2 separate regions of the Hordeum vulgare genome follow, and region 1 is linked to region 2. The links are chromatin contacts, called in public Hi-C maps. All regions are on one chromosome and are shown on one strand. The core of a region is the stretch at or near the end of the contact, and the rest is flanking DNA. Distances in the headings are between cores, read along the strand shown. Region 1 has its middle 160 kb from the start of LOC123410214. Region 2 holds the start of LOC123409943 (beta-glucuronosyltransferase GlcAT14A-like).

The links. Hi-C and Micro-C count contacts between places; a contact is called where the count stands out from the background.
Region 1: a contact with region 2 is called in a Hi-C map of leaf, with 2.7 times the contacts expected there. The contact joins the enhancer-like site here to the promoter of LOC123409943 in region 2. A contact is called at or near these places in 2 of 6 Hi-C or Micro-C datasets (leaf and seedling) and 1 of 1 datasets of contacts at active chromatin or transcription factors (embryo).

Annotation. Positions count from the first base shown.
Region 1 is chr7H:488,134,269-488,140,981 of MorexV3_pseudomolecules_assembly, reverse strand. No RefSeq gene overlaps it. Among protein-coding and RNA genes, the nearest start is that of LOC123410214, 160 kb to the left of the region's middle. Within about 2 kb of position 3,996, at least 3 of the 3 cell types and tissues checked have open chromatin away from gene starts, as enhancers often do. A contact at or near this core is called in leaf and seedling, where this site is marked.
Region 2 is chr7H:487,918,782-487,924,991 of MorexV3_pseudomolecules_assembly, reverse strand. LOC123409943 (beta-glucuronosyltransferase GlcAT14A-like) reads left to right here and starts at 4,390. Exons shown (of 4, transcript XM_045102812.1): 1 at 4,390-5,542. The coding sequence starts at 4,933.

The DNA.
Region 1 (6,713 bases), core at 2,747-5,246, 220 kb before region 2:
GGGCATCATCCCCTCCAAGGCCTTGAGTTGCTAGAGACGGCTCAGGATCCCAATGATTTCCTTGGTGCATGTCTCGAGGATCGAGTTGGAGCCGGCCGGCGGCACATCGATGAACAGTGGGAGGTTGACCCAGTCATGCCCCTCCCCGACGCTCCACACATAGAAGAATGTACGCTGCCACTTCTTGAAGGATTCAATAAACTTCATGCGTGGGAAGAACACGTTCTGCCAGGCATACAACACCACACCCTTGGAGGCGTACGACACGTACTTGTTCTTTTGGGCATGAAAATGGAAGAAGGTATGGAAGAGAGAGGGCAAAGGCCAGAAGCCGAAGTACCCCACGCACAATGTTGCATAGTTGGCGAGGTACAAGATCGAGTTTGTCCCAAGATGGGTGATTTGGAGGCTGTAGAACTCCAGGAACCACCGCACGAAGCAGTTGGCGGACAGTCCGAAGTCGAGGTTAAAATGCATACCGAACACCACCCGTTCGCCGGCGCGCGGCGCTGATAATCCCTAAGTGCAAGGAATCATCGTAGCAATTTTCAAAGATGGAAGTGATAAGTATGGAGTGTCGAACCACAAGGAGCTAAAGGTAAAGAGCAATATTCTCTCAAATCCCGTCTGCCACTGATACAACTCTACATACGCCGAACTTTTGCTTCCAACTAGGAACAAGAAATAAAACTACGTTGTGGGTATGAAGAAAATAGCTTTCCATGACATCGGAGAACTAAAATAGAAAATAGGTGTTGTTATCATAAAGTTGGAATATATTACAATATATTACAAATAGCGAGTGTGGAATAATGTGGGCCGGTGTGCGGAATTGTCCTACGCAATTGTTAACAAGATCAGTAATCATTATTGCTATTTTATATGAGGGAGAGGCATAAGCTAACTTAATTTATCTACTTGGATCATATGCACTTATGATTGGAACTCTAGCAAGCATCTGCAACTACTAAAGATCATTAAGGTAAAACCCAACCATAGCATTAAAGCATCAAATCCCCTTTATCCCATACGCATCAACCCACCTACTCAGGTTTATGCTTCTGTCACTCAAGCAAACCACTATAAGTGAATGAATGTATTGCAACACCCTACAGTGGGAATCACTCACGCTTGCGTGACACGGAGAGCACCATAGGATATCACCAATAATAGAGCATGCAACTCAAACCAATCTAGATCATCAATCAACCCATAAGACAAAGGGAATCTACTCAAAACATCATAGGATGGCAATACATCATTGGATCATAATATATGGCATAAATCACCATGTTCAAGTAGGGGATTACAGCGGGGTGCGGGAGAGTGGACCGCTAAAAGAAGATGAGGATGGTGATGAAGAAAGTGATGTTGATGAAGACGATCACCGCGGCGATGGTTCCCCGGTGGCACTCCGGCACCATCGGGAAAGAGGGGGAGAGGGTCTCCCCCTTGTGTCTCCTCCTCCATGGTCTCCGCCAAGGTGGGGACAGGTTCTCCCTCTGATCCTTGGCCTCCATGGTGATGATGGCCCCTCCGTCTTCCTCCTCCATGGTCTCTGGTGATGGTGACCCCCTCCAGCAGGGTGCCGGAGAGGGCCAAGATTGGTTTTCGTGGCTCTGGAAGCTTGCGGCGGCGGAACTCTCGATCTAGGTTTCTTTTCAGGGGTTTCTGTATTTATAAGAATATTTGGCGTTGGAATCACGTCAAGGGAGTGCTCGAGGGGCCCACAAGCCAGGGGCGCGCCCTAGGGGGGCACGCCTTCGTGGCTTGTGGATGCCTCGGGACTCCTCTCCGGTATCTTTTTGCTCCATTATTTTTCATATTTTCCAAAAATATTCTCCATAAATTTTCAGCCCATGACGAAAACTTTTATTTCTACACAAAAACAACACCATGGTAGCTCTGCTGAAAACAACGTCCGTCTGGGTTAGTTCTAATAAAAGCATACCAAAATCATATAGAATTATTGTAAACATGGCATGAATACTTCATAAATTATAGATACGTTGGAGATGTATCAGGTGCCGACACACGCTCGCTCCCTGATGCACGAGTCTCCACCCGCTCCACCGACGGGGTCTTGCACGTCCGTCGGAGGTAGTCGATGTGCTTGTTGGTGATCAGCGAGCCCTCCCACGAACCGGCGACCGACGCTGCCATCTCCATATTTGTCGAGGTGGCGCGACAAAGAAGCAGATGGAGACACGTCCACCCAGCGGGTCGACCGTGAGGAAGTGCTGAAGGTGCGTGAAGGAAGGAGGGGCGGCAGTGAGCGTTGCGGGCGTGAGGAGGAAGGGAGACGGCGGCGAAGGACACCCCCGTGCTCGAACGATGGCGCAAGGTGGGAGATGAGGAGTGGGAGAAGAGTGCATGCGGCCTCGTCCTCTCTTCATCCTCCCCTTATAAAGGCCAGGAAGAAGTGGGGGCGTGTGATCAGTTATGCCTACACCCCCCACTAACTCGAGACATGCGTGCGCATTAATTGCGCACAGAACCCCAAACGACGACCCGCGCCCGCTGAAGATCCCACTCACGGGTCGAGGCCTAGCGGGCTAGGCCTACAGCAGCGTCCCATCACGCGAGTGGTGGTGGGCCCGTCCCCCTCAAATAGGCCACACGTGGCGCGTATCAGTCGACATCGTACCCGAAGTGACGTCGCGAGACCCCAGGAGCCGGGGCGCCAGCCGGTCGTCCGTGTCGGCCGCTCGTGCTCAATGTTCCGCCCACCGGCCCCCGAGGGACACATCGACTTCAACGCCATCTATCTGTGAGGAGAAGCCGCTGGCCCCCCTCGTTCGGAGGCCTCTGGACCCCAACGGCTTTGGGGGCTACTGACGGGGATATGGCCCGTGGGTACACCAAAGCGGAGGAAACCCAACTCCCAGATAGACGGGGATTTTGGGCCGGCTTGCCCCCTAGTCCGGCTCACGACAGGCGGCCTATCCGGCCGCCACACTGTTGGCCGGCTAGTGATAGCCGGCACGTCCGGCTCGCCCCAACGACAGCCGACGGGTCAACGCCCTTCCCATCCACCCGTACCAGCGTACGGTGACAAAACTAGACCCCGACGAGGGGCGTGCGCGGCTACATGACGCATTGACAAGCTCCGTGTGGCTACACGGCCTCATCATGCGAGCGAGCGAGGCTACAGGACCGCGGTCACGGCTGAGGCTGACTGGGTGAGTCGTCCCTGTAGAAAGCGTGCATCTACCTACTCCATGACGAGGGAGCACGCTGATCATAGTGGTGCGCGGCCGACAGGCTTGTGCTAGACAAGACCCGACAACCGGCGGGCCCCACGGCCAGCCTGAGAGGCTGGCGGCTGGGGCCCACCCCTCTTTTTCCCCAATATTGTAACCACCCGGCTACACTACAAAGCCGAACTCCAACCCTACACAGAGTGGTGGGCAAGCGAGCACTTGACGTACACCATATTACACACTACACACGCAACAAGGTTGGTAGCGAGAGCTCCATCTTCCTCCTCACAAACAGCTCAAGGAGCATCCTGTACTGTGACCACCTATAATCGCTCCGGCAGGATTAGGGGTTTTACCTCCATCGGAGGGCTCTGAACCTGGCTAGATCTGTGTCATGTATCCCGCGCCTTCATCTGTTCCCAGACACCGCCGACGCCCGTCGGTCCTAAACCACGATCCAAGTCATTCTCTGGCATCTGCCGTGAAAATACCATGACAATTGTCCTTCTAATCATTCAAGTTCGCAAAACAAATCGAATTTGCATGTGTTATGTTGCTGTTGTTCCACATGATGCATAACATGTGCACTTATACAATCTGAATATTATTTTCAGGTTGGAGATCTTCGGCTGTATGAAAGCAACATGGCTGGACAAGGCTCCTGCCGTGCGTTACACATTTTAACGGCAAAAAAGTAGCGGATTATTGTGCAATGACGCGATAACAAACTGGGCAGCCGATCGTGACTAGATAGCGGCTACGTGTCTGGCCTACATGTGGTACCGCGCGCAGGCGCGTCCACATCTGAGGCTGCAGGCCGAGGCGATGAGTGACTGGACGCTTAGGACACACACTGGACTCGCCCAGCACGATATTTCTCGAATGATTTGAAGATTGCTCACGATGCTGCCGAACTGTCACCTAGTATGATATAAAATATACAAATGGAGCACTTCATCATTTCTTACAACCACTGTCATGGGAAATAATTTACTCTGAATAGATGTTTTATGATATGTATAATGGTTGATAAAACAATATTTTAATTATGTCGTGTAACTTAGAAATCACAGAAAAAATGTTGTAAATGGTTAGTCTCTTAATTTTTTCTAGCTTCATAAAATATTATGAGAGATTAGTTGCTAGAAGATCATCTCTTAAATAAGGTAAGTCAAAGCGTTTCTTTTCTTTGTTCCTCTTCAGTTTATCTAGTTATTTATCCTATAGACATTGTTAAGATAGCACGATAAACAAATAAGATAAGGACGTGTACAATGATTAATAAAATAATTTTATTTAAAGCTTTGCATGTAATTTAAAGATGACAATAAAAACATGTTTACAACAGGTTATTTCTTAGGCTTACTTTTAATAACTAGTTATTTCTTAAAATGTGGTGAAACGTATTATGTTAAGAGATCATCTCTTAAATAAACAAAGACACATTTTTTTATGATTTTTCTTTTCTCAACCTCAACGTTTATTCTATACTACCTCCTAAAATAGCACCATTGTACATGTCCTTGCATCACTTCCTTCCGCAGAACGACGACCACATTGTCCCACTTAACCTGGAGATAATCTAGTGGTTTAAAAAAGATCATACTCACTTCCAAAATAGATGACGCTGAATTTTTAGATTTTTAGAAGTTCTGAGTGAACAGCGTTGTCCGCTAACTTTTGGGTACTACATTTATGATAATGTAATAAGGGCAACTCCAACGTCGACCCTCAAACCGTCCGTATCACGAAAGGCATCCAAGGTGGGTAAGTATCGGTTCACCGAGCGGTCGGGACGTGCTTTTTACAGCAAATTAGAGACAAATGCTGGCGGGGGTGGGGGCGGCTTTGCGGTAGTTTAGACAGGATAAACGTCACACTCTGACCCCCCCCCCCCCGGGGGGGCCCAACCAAAAGGAAGGCCGAGCCCATGCTTTTGTAGCAATCCATATTGTTTCCATGCCAAAATCCCCACTCCCTTCTTCCATTCCCCGCCACTCTCCACCCAATTCACGCCCTTCCACCACCCTCTCCTTCCTTCCTCCGCTGATGCATGGAACCGAAGGAGAACTTGTCGAAGATGGAGGTAGTGGAGGTGCCGGAGAATCTGAGCATCGTGCTCGCCTAGAAGACCGGCTCTGCTACACGGCAAACTCGTCGTGTCAAAGCAAAAGTCGCAAAAGCGGAGAAGCTCAAGAAGTTGATGGCCGTTGGTGGGCGTGTTGATGTTGGACGTAGCGGACGTCTCGATGGAGGCCGCGATGCAAAGACCGGCATGCCCATAGTACATACGTCACATTGGCCGGAGCATTACAAACCTCCGTGCTACTACGCCGCCAAGCAACTCGGAACCGCCACAAGGAAGGTGCCTTACAGTGTCGACGTAAACATGCTCCGCTCTTCTCCGAGTGTTCTTCGTTGCAGCTTGTCCAGTCTCAGACGACGGGCGCGGAGCATGCGGGTGCCCACACACTATTCCTGCAATGCCTAGAGCGAGAGACCTGGCGTATGACGACCAGTGAGATACTCGACGTCATCCATGATGTGGGCGAGGGAGGAGGATATGGCTGTGAGGACATATTTGTGGAAGACACAAAATCCCACCTAGTCCGGCAACTACCCGATGCAACATCCGTACACCGAGACGGACACACAACAATCATACACCAAGACTGGCGTGGGCACACAACAACAACAACATTGGACAGTCGGACAACGACAAGAGGAGAAGGAAAAGGAGGAGGATGGTGATAGCAAGGACGATGATCCGGATGGTACAACCGGTGATCCAGAGAAGAAGGGTAGAGGAGAGAGCTTCAACATGCGGGAGGACGAGCTTTTGTGTGATGTATGGTTGGCCACTAGCCTCGATCCGATCCATGGCATGGAGTGTTGGGGAATGTCATAATTTCAAAGAATTTCCTATGCCAAACAAGGGTCTATCTATGGAGAAACGAGCAACGAGTAATGGGGTAGAGCATCTTCATACCTTTGAAGATCGCTAAGCGGAAGCGTTACTGGAACACGGTCGATGGAGTCGTACTCGCAGCGATTCAGATCGCGGTGTGATTCCGATCTACGTGCCGAACCACGGCACCTCCGTGTTCAACACACGTACAGCCCGGCGACGTCTCCCGCACCTTGATCCAGCAAGGAGGAGGGAGAGGTTGAGGGAGAGCTCCGGCAGCGCGACGGCATGGTGGCGGTGGAGCTACGAGGGATTCCGGCGGAGCTTCCCCAAGCTGCGCGGAAGAGGAGGAAGAACTCGGCTGCGTGGAGAGGGAAGAAACGATTTCTGTGTGTTCTCCAAAGGCCAAACCCTCCACTATATATAGGGGGAGAGGGAGGGGGCGCCCCTTTAGGGTTCCCAACCCCAAGGTGGGCGGCAGCCCCCATCTAGGGTTGGTGCTGGCGGCCAGGAAGGGAGGAGGGGTTGTGGCTTCCCCCTTCCCTCTCAACCAGCGCCTTGGGCCTTGCTGGGAGGCGCACGAGCCCACTCTGGGCTGGTTC
Region 2 (6,210 bases), core at 3,141-5,640:
TGTTCTTCATGGGATCACGGTTTAGGACATGACATGTAATCAATATCACCTCACGCTACAATGCCTTGGAGAGTCTTGATGTGTCTAACATGGTGTTAACCAAATTAGTTAGAGTACGCTTCTTTCTTTTGGCTACCCCCATTTGACTGAGGTGAATAGGGAGGCATCCTCTCATGGATTGTACCACGTTCCACACAACAATAATAAAATTCATTGGAAAAATACTCTCCACCTAGATCAGACCTAAGCCTCTTGATTTTTCGATCAAGTTGGTTTTCCACTTCAGCTTTATAGTTCTTGAAAAAATTTGAAGCCTCTTCTTTGGATTTCAAAAGATACACATGGCAATATCTACTGGAGTCATCAATTAACGTCATGAAATATTTCTTTCCACCTTTTGTCAAAACTCCATTCATTTCACAAAGATGTGAATGTATGAGTTCTAGTGGCGCAAGATTTATTGTTTCCGCAGTTGTATGAGACTTACGAGGTTTCTTAGCTTGCACACACACTTGACACTTAGATCCCTTGAAAATGGTGAAATTAGGGATTAAGTTAAACTTGGCTAGCCGCGTCATGCAGCCAAAATTAACGTGACAAATACGTGAATGCGATACATTTGATTCACTATTGTTGCAAACATGATTAACAACTTTATTACAAACATCTCACAATGATAGTCGGAATGAGCCTCCTGATTCATAAACTTTACCAACAAAAGTTCCATACTTGGATATTACAAATTTGTTGGGCTCGAAGACAAGCATGTAGCCATCTCTACATAGAAGAGATCCGCTAACAAGATTTTTATTGACGGAGGGGACATGATGCATGTTCTTCAATTACACGATCTTCCTTGAAGTGAAATTTAGATCGACGGTGCCAACAACGCGACCAGAAGCACTTGAACCGTTTCCCATTAGCACGGAAGTAGTCCCTCCGGTCTGATAAGAAGAAAACATGGAAATATCAACGCATACATGTACATTAGCACCTGTGTCAATCAACCAATCAGGGGAACGACATACTGAAAGAATAGTGGGAAGTATACAGTACCCAGCATCCTTCATCTGATTGTCAGCAATGACTACATTGGCAATCTTGTCGCCTTTCCCATGTTATCTCTTGTCATAATGGTTAGAGAAACTAGGAGCCCAGTGATCAAGATCTCCGCACACATGACAAACACCTTTTTTTGTCATCTTCTTCTTGAAGTTGGTGTGTTGTGAAGCCTTGTTCTTCCCATCAAACTTTTCTTTACCATCAAACTTGCCCTTGTTCTTGAACTTGTGGGGCTGGAAGTTTTCCTTCTATATTATATTGGCAGTAGAACCTCCCTCAATACCTCGAGCACGTATGTATTTTTCTCTTGCCTTTTGTTCCACATCAAGAGTACAAATGAGATACAAAACGGAAAACTCATGCCTCTTATTCTTCAGAGAGGTGGCAAAGTTCCTCGAGGAGGGAGGAAGCTTAGTGATGATGGCTCCAACAACAAACCTATCTAGTAACATCCAATTGAAGTGCTCAAGTTCTCTAGCAAATGATTGTATCTCATGAGCTTGCTCAACCATGGAGTGGTCCTTAGTAATCGTGTAATCATAGCATTGTTCCATTATATACAACTCAGTGCCAGCATCCGAGAACCCAAACTTGTCCTCGACTGCGTCCCACGTATCTTTGCCATTATCAATTGATGCATAAGCATCAAGTATGCTCTCACCAAGAACACTTGAGAGAGCAGCCTTTTACAAGGTATAGTTTTCTGAAAAGATTGTTCCTCCTGAGGATCAGGAACTCCTTATGGTTTGCCAATAGTGGCATCATAACAGCTCATGGTTTGAAAACATAGAACGACCCTCACACGCCACCTCCTATAATGCACACCCTCAAACATAGGAGGCCTCATGGAAGCAACAAAACCACTCGGGGTAAATTGCGTATAATAAGGTTTTTTATTTTTTTTTGGAAATATGAGCAATTTACCGAATGATTTAAAATAAATAAATGGTAGATAAACCATGATCATTGTATAAAAGTCAAGACTAGTCATGCAAACTTGAGGAAAGTAGGCCATAACAACAGAAGCAAGACTAGGTAGCCAATCTATTAGATATGAGGCAAATATCATCTCAACACGCGTGCTAGAAAAGAATAAATCTAGAACAGATACTAGACCAACAAACTATCGTAGGATCTCGAACAGTAAAGACACGAACACATACTAAGCAGCGGAAGTAGTATTAGCATTGGCGTTGGCGTTGACGTTGTTGTTGTTGGAAATATGCCCTAGAGGCAATAATAAAGTGGTTATTATTATATTTCCTTGTTCATGATAATTGTTTATTATCCATGCTATAATTGTATTGATTGAAAACTCAAATACATATGTGGATACATAGACAACACAATGCCCCTAGTAAGCCTGTGTTGTACTAGCTCGTTGGTCAAAGATGGTTAAGGTTTCCTACATCAACCGCGTTTCTCAATGCTTCCGCTTAGCGATCTACAAGGATATGTAGATGCACCCCCTCTCATAGATGTTCATCTCCATAGATAGATCTTGGGTGATCGTATGATTTTTTTTGTTCTCCATGCAACGTTCCCCAACAGTTGTCACCCATGTCGTCGAAGAGGTTGTCGACGTCGTGGAAGAAATCATCGTTGGGGAAGTAGTTGTCAGTGTTCGTGGCGTCCATGATGAAGAGGTCAGTAGCCGCGCAAAGTGCTCCCCAAAAACATTATCACCCTTCTCCCGTACATGATTCAATGAGGTGGATTTCGAAGGCCTATTGTCCCATACTGCGGTGCATACCGCAATCCGGAATGGGAAAGAACCTAGCAGTAGGTCAGAGCTTTGTAACTAGATGGCCTGAGGAAGCTGTTGGTCTTGTGTTTCTTATGGAGAGGAGCGACCTCTCTTATAGAATAGGTTGTGACAAAAGACAGAGCGAAAAGATGAGAGATGAAGCAAACAACTAGGAGCTGAAAGGTGCAACATTCGTATTCAACCCCTACTACAACAAAAACTTTTCACCTTCCGTGCAACCTTTCACATATCAGTCATGCATGGCAAAAATTTAGACGGCTCGGCTCATTCCAACAACCCTCGGCGTGACGAGGCGGATGACGGAGGAGGAACGCGCGTATATGTTTTTATTGTTCTCATGTTCATACATGTGGAGAGACAACCTTCCTTATAAAGAATTCCAACTCCTAATAAATTCACAGTATGGAACTAAACTTTTGTTTCACCTCTTGCCTTGCATGAATAGGTTGAGTGAGTCTTTATGATTTATTAGGAATTGTGAAAATGTTATTGGGTTAATCTATATATAGATCAAATTCCAACATAATAAAATAACAACTCCCAAATAATCTACAATAGCTGCCAAAGTATAATACTGGTATTAAATAATGTCGTTCTACTATATGTTTTTTCTTTTTCTCTATGTTTGGTTATAATACCTGTATTAAATTATGTCATTATATTACATGCTTATTTTTTTGGCTATGTTTGATTATAATACCAGTATTAATTACGTCGTTATATTGCATGCTTACTATTTTTGTCTAGGTTTGGTCTAAAATAACTGTCCTCGAAGGATAGAGTAACAACAAACCAACCCATGATTGAATAATTAGAGAAACGATGATCGTATTATTTTTGAATTTATTTTAAGGTTATCGTAGATGCGCATTCAGTAAGAAAAGACGTTTCTGTCGACAATAAAACGCCGACGGTAACTCTATAAATCTCAAGATGACATATTGGTCCAGTTTCTTGAAGATGCTCATAGGATAAGGAATGCCTATATGTGTTCGTAAGGATAAGCGTATGTGCATTTATATGAGCGCTTGCATCTGTTTGTGTGTAAAAAAACAACAACAACACCCAATTACTACCACCATTAAATTGTACTCCACTTGACGTCGGTGTTTCGATTAGAGCAAGTACAATAGTATAGCCAGCTGCTGGCTATAAGCCATTGCCATGTCATCTATAGCTCACCTTGTAGCCAACATGTATAATAGTTCATTGCAAAAGTGTAGTAGTTCTTTATTATATGGTCCACTTTTCATACTCATAAAATGCTTAGGAGCACGTGCTAGAGCTGACTCTGAGCTAAGAGCCTGCTTACCTTCTCTCTTCTCTTCTCATTCCTCTAACTAAACAAAAATATATTAGTTTATTCCTTATAGTCAGCCGACTCAGCTCTATTGTACTTGCTCTTATTCACATACTTATCCTCACGACCACCTTTGGAGTTGGAGAAAAAAGTGTAAATGCACTCTGACTGTAGTACTCGTATACAGTAGTATTTTATTTAATAATACTCCTATATAAGCTGGCCTAAGGATGGAGTGCAAACAAATCGAACATCGAAAGTTCATCCCAGATGAGAGGCATCTCCCCTCCCCGATTCGGCACCGAAATTCCAAACCCAGCTCCTCACTCCACTTCCTCCATCGGGCGGTGCGCATTGGCCAACCCGACTCGACTCGACTCAGCTCAGCTCGTCCGTCAGCAGGGACGCACGCACCAACCGGAGGGTTGCACGGTTTCCCCCGTAGATTTTGCGCTTAATTCCGCGCGACCTGCCTCCGCCCTCCTCGTCTCGTGACCCGCCAGCGCCCCGTCCACCCCTGCCCCTGCCCCTGGAGAGAGGGAAGAGAGAGAGGAGGGAGCGAGCGAGCGGTAGTCTCACCACCACCAGCACCACCCCACCCCACCCCACCCCCCACGACACGCCACAACACCAACACCAACCGTCGCCGGCCACATTTAATCCCGCACCACCGCCGCCGCGCGCCCCGGCGACTGATCCCCCACGGACGGAGCGCGATCCCGCCGGACGCCAGGCCGGAGGAGGAGAGAGATATCTATAAACATAGATTGACCGAGAGAGACAAGGGGGCGGCGAGGGTGCGATGATGGAGACCAAGCCGCCGTCGCCGGGGAGCGGGGGCGCATCGGCGGGGCCGCTGCACCACCACAGGCGGTGGGCGGCGCCGCTGCTCGCATCCGTGCTGCTCTCGTCGCTCCTCATCTCGGCCTCCCTCTTCTTCTCCTCGTCCCGGGCGCTGCTCCTCTCCTTCTCCCCGCTCCCGTCCGCGGCCTCCGCGGAACCGCTCTTCGTCGAGGCCAAGCTGCGGCAGCAGGAGCAGGAGGCGCACGCCCGCCCGCACCGCGCCGTGCCCAGGATCGCCTACCTCGTGTCCGGCTCCGCCGGGGACGGGGTCGCGCTGCGCCGGACGCTCAGGGCGCTCTACCACCCGGCCAACCGCTACGTCGTGCACCTCGACCTCGAGGCGCCCGCCGCCGAGCGCGCCGACCTGGCCGCCGCCGTGCGCGCCGACCCCGTCTACTCCCGCTTCCGCAACGTCAAGGTCGTCACGCGCGCCAACCTCGTCACCTACCGGGGCCCGACCATGGTGGCCAACACGCTGCACGCCGCCGCCATCCTCCTGCGCGACGGCGGCGATTGGGACTGGTTCATCAACCTCTCCGCCTCCGACTACCCCCTCGTCTCGCAGGACGGTAAGCGCGGGCAGATGCGATCTGCAACCCCCACCTCAATTCTGCGATTGGATCGCACTAACACACCACCTCCGATCCGAATTTCGCGATCTCTGCTCGCCCTCGTGCCGATTTCGGCGAGATCAAACCCACGTCGCGCTCACTGGAGGCTACCGGGGCTCCAATTTTCAAACTGGACGCCCGTGGTTATGTCGAACAGCAGTTCGGGGGAAAAAGACGCGATTTTTATACGCTTATTAATTGAAGTGCCATGTCTAGGTTAATTTATGCACAGTTGCTTCCACTGGTTTGGGGATTTGGTTAGATTTGATCACTTATGTCCGTTCTAGGTGGTATATGGGGGAAGCCACCACATCTTTGGGCGTTTCTTTCTTTATATGGATATATGGATGCTTCTGCTGGTCTCTTCTCCTGAACCCAATCCTGCTTCACCTTTCCCGTGTCGATCTACTCCTGTATTGGCTTGTTCTGGATTGTTCATGGGAATAAAGTGGGTCGTTCCAAATCCGATATCTGCCCTGTGCTCATCTTCCTTTCTGCTGCGGTGCCAACTTTGTTGCCATGCCTATGATCCCACTTGGATTTAATTAGTAGGATTTGTCTCTGAGGAATAAGGGACTGATGTAGGATTAACATAGCACAGCTCTCTGTTTATCTGACTTCTCTTG